2 separate regions of the Ovis aries genome follow, and region 2 is linked to region 1. The links are chromatin contacts, called in public Hi-C maps. All regions are on one chromosome and are shown on one strand. The core of a region is the stretch at or near the end of the contact, and the rest is flanking DNA. Distances in the headings are between cores, read along the strand shown. Region 1 holds the start of DPH5 (diphthamide biosynthesis 5). Region 2 holds the start of S1PR1 (sphingosine-1-phosphate receptor 1).

Evidence for each region. A called contact is a pair of places that touch in the nucleus more often than the background predicts.
Region 2: a Hi-C map of tail adipose tissue shows a contact between it and region 1, with 2.2 times the contacts expected there. The contact joins the promoter of S1PR1 here to the promoter of DPH5 in region 1. A contact is called at or near these places in 3 of 16 Hi-C or Micro-C datasets (blood, muscle and tail adipose tissue).

The regions. Positions count from the first base shown.
Region 1 is chr1:78,370,777-78,373,476 of ARS-UI_Ramb_v3.0, reverse strand. DPH5 (diphthamide biosynthesis 5) reads left to right here and starts at 1,381. Exons shown (of 8, transcript XM_027972413.3): 1 at 1,381-1,421; 2 at 1,727-1,884. The coding sequence starts at 1,750. It overlaps LOC105615111 (a long non-coding RNA gene), which reads right to left and starts at 1,360. Exons shown (of 9, transcript XR_009597001.1): 1 at 1,141-1,360.
Region 2 is chr1:78,585,777-78,588,476 of ARS-UI_Ramb_v3.0, reverse strand. S1PR1 (sphingosine-1-phosphate receptor 1) reads right to left here and starts at 1,299. Exons shown (of 2, transcript XM_004002241.6): 1 at 984-1,299.

The DNA of each region.
Region 1 (2,700 bases), core at 132-2,631:
AATTTCCCTAATGTCTAATGATGTTTGGCATCTTTTCAAATGTGTATTTGCTACTCACGTAACTTCTTTGGGGATGTGTCCATATTTAATTTTTTCTCATTTTTAAAACTACTTTCTTACTATTGTGTTTTGAGAGTTCTTTGTATATTCTCAATATAAGTCCTTTATTGGATATATGCTTTGCAAATATTTCCTCCCAATGTGTGACTTTAATGTTTTCTGAAGACCATCGTTTTTATTTTGCTGAAGTACAATTTATTTTTTTCTTTTCTCTATCATACTTCTGTTTTTTCACCTAAGAAATCTTTGCCTAAGTAAGTCACAAATCTTTTTCTCCAGTTTTCCCTCGGAAATTTGAAGTTTTCCACTTACATCTATGAGTGAATTTACTTTTGTTTATTGTATGAGGAATGAATCTAACAGTGACAGTGGATAGAACCAAACATTAAGTGTACAGAATGAGAAGGCCACAGCCTGGATGAAATTCAGAGAGAAAAGATAGCCAAGGCTAAAGGAAGCAGAATAGAGCAAAAAAGCGTTGTCAGAGAAACACAATGCAAATTCTGAATAATCAACATTGCCTGCTGAGATGTGCAATGGAAACTGCCTTTTTAACTTGGATGAGGTCATTAGTGACCTTAGGAAGACCATATTCAGTCATCTCGGCATTGGGACTACATTTAACCAACCACTTTAAGAATTCCCCCTGTGGAAGCGTTGTGGCGAGATCTGAAATCCGTGAGCATTCTTAAAGGTCACTTCTTGAGGCATAGGAGGGTTCTGGGCTTCCCGAACTGACGATGACTGAGGCAGATTCCAGTCACACACCCCTTGGGGCACTCCAGAATAAGGTTTCGAGGACAAACCCGAGGAATCACGGCCCCGCTGGGAAATTAGAACCAACATTCATCACCAATTTTGCCAAAATGACAGCTCGACAGGAAAGCAGCTGGTTAAATTACAGCCGAAAGAAAAGGCGAGGATGGGAATGTGTGCATTAGGGCTATCTCGGGGCAGACTAGGGAAACCCCTTCCACCCGCCACCCTCTGGTGTTTCTGGAGGAGAGAAGGAAGGCGTGGAGCTCCTTGGTCCAACCTCGCGGCTGGTTTTCCTCGCTGGCGAAAAGCTCTTGCACTTACCTGGTTCCAGGATGGGATGTTTATAAAATTAGGGGATCGTGGGCAGGCCTCGTCCCTTCCCAAAGGCCATGCCGGGGAACTGGTCGGACTCCCCTGACTGGGTGAACTTTCGCCTCTCAGCCCCAGCACCCTGCGGGTCAACCTTAGTGTCGGTGGGATGTGGGGTGCCCCAGCCCGGAGCCTGCAGAAACCACCGCTTAACAGCTAGTCGTGAAATGCCGTAAAGCGGAGGCGCTTTGCGGCATCGTAGGTGAGGCCGGCGGCGTGGATCCTTTCTTTGGGTAAATCCTCTGCTTTGGCAACTACTTCTGGGGAACGGAGGCAGACAGAAATTTGGGGAGGACAGGAATTCACCTGTCGTCTTCTCAGCGGGTAACTGTCTGCTCCTAGCGTTGTGTAATAAGAGAGAAAGCGGGTAAGGCTATTTAAAAACACTCCAGTACTTATTTAAAAGGTGGGAAGTTCTTAAATCTCCCGCTGACATGCCGTCCTTCCCCGTGTTGTTTTGGTTTTCGTTTTCATTACTAGATTTTAGGTATCCTTGGTGTAGCTGACACTTGATTTTCATATTCATTTCTTCCTGCAGTCACCCTCCCCCTGTTATTTGAGATGCTTTACATGATTGGTTTGGGCCTGGGAGATGCTAAGGACATCACAGTCAAGGGCCTGGAAGTTGTCAGACGCTGCAGTCGAGTGTATCTGGAAACCTATACGTCAGTCCTGACTGTAGGGAAAGAAATTCTGGTAAGTGCTTAAGGCTTTCTAGCCTCCTGGGAAGACGAATATTTAACAGCTGATTTTCTTTTTGCACTAAGCGGAATCAAATTTTTCAGGTCTCCTGGTTCAAACCCTTTAAAATACATCCCCTTCTCATGAAGAATCTGAGGAGTACAAGAATGGCAATCATACACTAACCATGTGACTTGGAAAATGAAAGGGTGCTTTTTCTTACAAGTCTAATTGTGTAGCTTTCTCCATTAAATAGGAAAGGAAAGTTATTTTACACTCCTGGGGATAGTCATCAGAATCCCTTATTTCATGAGATAGCCAAAAAATCCTGAGTTGAGTGCAAATGAGGTGCTAACACAGCCTTAATGAGTTGGTTATGTATTCATACCTTTGAAGTATTTCCATTGGGAATGGTAATCACCTTTCTGTCTGTGTCTTATCCAGAGAGATCTGACCTTTAAATAGACGGTTCCCAGTCAAGCTTATACCCATACACTTGAATGTGCTGAGTGAGCCAGGAACTTGGTAACCATAGAATTTGCTAGCGTACCATACATTTAGCTGGATTTGGTTAAAGGCTCAGGAAATTTTGAAAGAGGGGTCAGATTCAGGTTCATCGTCAAATTTCAAATAGAATGTAGATTAAGATGCAAAAACTGATGGATATATTACAAGAGGAGGGAGAAGATTTTAGGATTGTCTGGTCTATCAAGTCTTCCAAAGAAAAAGGTAACCTAGAGAATTTTCAGTCTTCTGGCCTCTCAGATTAACAGCCCATGGAACTCTGAAGGTCTCACAGTTACTTTAAAAGCTGAAGAAGGACTGCTACTT
Region 2 (2,700 bases), core at 50-2,549, 220 kb before region 1:
GGGCAGCCAAGCCCGCCCTGGCCTTGCGGTAAACAGGAAAGCTTTAGCGCCTCCGTGAAGCAACTGCCTTTTCATTCTTCTTCTTCTTCTTTTTTTTTTTTTTTTCCGCGCAAGTCAGTGCAAGAAACTATAAAAGTACTCAGTAAAAATCATTCATAAGCTATTGCAATAAATCCCAGAAGTTTCGTACACCCATTGATTGCAAAAGTATTTTTTAGTTACTGTGGATATAGCCCAAACACGCATACAAAAAAGAGAAATTAAATTACAAACGCTAAAAATACACGCCACTGCATTTCAAATTTCGAATGCAAAATTACTCTCCAGAAACTCATACAAACAGAAGTCTGGAGGTTCCTTGCTAAGCCAGTTTTATTTACTGCCCTCCCTCAATACGTTGCCTCGTCTCAGAGAACTACGAAGTGTGGAGGGGATGAAACACGGCACGTGTGGGCAGAAGTCTACCCGTAAGTTGTTTAAATGTTTCAGGGTAACACTCAGGGTAGCAAATGCGATAAAAGTGGAATTCTCCAGACTACAGCAATTCCCGGGACAGCAGAGGCTGCTCGGCGCCCAGTAGCTCCGCGTTTCCCCCCACCTAATTCCACACTCGCTCGCTCGCAGGGCAAGTTTAAGCCCTTACCTCATCTCCCGCAGTCTTTGTCTATAGGATTTTCCAAAATAAGCGCCTTCCCTCCCACTCCGCAGACCCACCGCAACTTCCTCTATCCCCCAACCCCAGAGGGTTCTACAAAGAGGACTTAACCCTTTTCCAAACTTTTTAGTGAGCCCAGAACAATCCGATCCGGTTGGGCGCCTGAGTAGCCCAGAGATGCTTGTTCTCAGCACCCAGAGATGGATGGTTTAAAAGTGTTGCTTTGCTTCTCTCCGGTTTGAAAATTTTGTTTCTGCCTCGGAAGACCTCCGGTCGCGATGCTCCCCTGCTCGCCCGGGTCCGCGCCTGCCCAGCGCTCACTCCCTACCTGGCTCAGGCGGGACGCAGCTGCGTTCGCGGAGCTCCGGGTCTGCACTGAGCGCTCGGCATCTTGCTGCTGCCCGGGACTGACGGCGTCGAGCTCTCAATTTACTCGAGTCGGGGTCCCCTCCCTCCGCAGCCGCACACTCCAATGGCCAACGCTCTTGCCGTGGCCGGGCAGACCGGTCAGCTGAAGTCGCCGAGCGCCCCGCTGAGGCTGAGCGGCTTCTCTAGGAAGGGATGAGGAGGAGTGAGTGCCTCAAACCCCCGTGCCCCTCCGCTCGCGCCTGGGGGCCGCCGGATCTGTGCAGCTGAGACTCACTGTCCAGGAAAGATCTGCAGCAGAAACACACAGACAAAAAAGAGCCCCTCCTCCCCAAGGGAACCAAAAAAAGAAGGGGGAAAAAAAAAAGAAAGAAAGAAAGGGGGCGGAGCCTGGTGCCCCCTGGACTCAATGTATAAATCACGGTCCTCGCCCTGCTATCCGCCGCTCCCTGGCGGTGGAGACAGCTCTCCCCAGCCTTAGAAAAGAAAGGAGGGGAAGCGCTTTTGGAAACTTTTCTCAAGAAGAGTCTTGGGAGACAGAGGACGGCCTGGGCAATCTAGTGCGCCTTTCTGGTCCCCTTAACCCCGCAGCCCGTGGGGGATCGGAGTCCGAAGATTGTGGCCGGGCGCTCCGGGCCGCCACCCCACCACGACCCCAGGCGCTTCTGCGGAGGCAGGGGGAAACCAGCTCCGCGACCCCGCGAGTCCCGGTCGTGTTCCTGGGGACGGGGTGCTGGGAAGGGGCTGCCAGAAGGATGGAGGAGAAATGCTGCCCGGGTAGAAGAATGGCCTGGGAGGTTCCACCGCTTCAGCTCACCTCCCTCCCTCACCCTCATCCTTCTGCTGCCTCGAAACTTGCGGTCTGAGGGGGCAGAAAGTGGCTTTCGCGGGGCGCACAGTGAAATGGGCCAGCTGGGGGCGAGGTGTTGTGCGGGGGTTCCCCTCACTCAACTGGGCGCAAAATCAGGCCTTGTGTCCCAGATTCTAGCCAGTGGTGAGGTCTGTGAGGAGGTGGGCAGCTGCCGGGGCCCGCGAGTTTAAATAGCTTGGGCAGCTCAGGAGTTTCCAAAGAGAAAGGGCTGCCCGGCACGGACCAGCCTAGGACCGGCAGCCTGGGGCCGGAGCCCTTGTCTGTCTTTCTACGTCTTTCTACTTCGGAGGCCCAGCCTCAGTGCTCACAACTCGCCCACTGTTTCCTTTCGCTTGCATGCTGCTTCAGAATGTGAGACTGAGAGTCGGCCTTGGTCAGCTCCGCCTAAGTGGTAAACTGAGGGCCCTTCTGCCCTGCCCTTCTGCTTGAGGCTTTGCAAGACGGTTTCCACCCGATCTCTGGTCTCACTGGCTTCCCATCCAGGCAGATGTCAACGCAAAACTTCTCCGTTGTGAAGTTTCAATTAACACAGTACAGGCACACCCTGTACCTGAATGACTCAGAAGGAGGCTGAATGAATAAACAACAACTCCTGGCTTCTGGGATCTTATGACTTTGCAAAGGAAAAAAAAAAAAAAAAATCAAATGACAGTTAGAATACAGTTTCCCCAAAAGCTCTCATCAACAGCCTTGAGCCCAGCACACACCCTCAAATTCAACAACAGTAAATTCGTAAGACATAGAAACCAAGATAAAGGTCCTCTAGAATAAACTCTGATTGGGCTTGAGGATGTATTTCTCTTAAAGG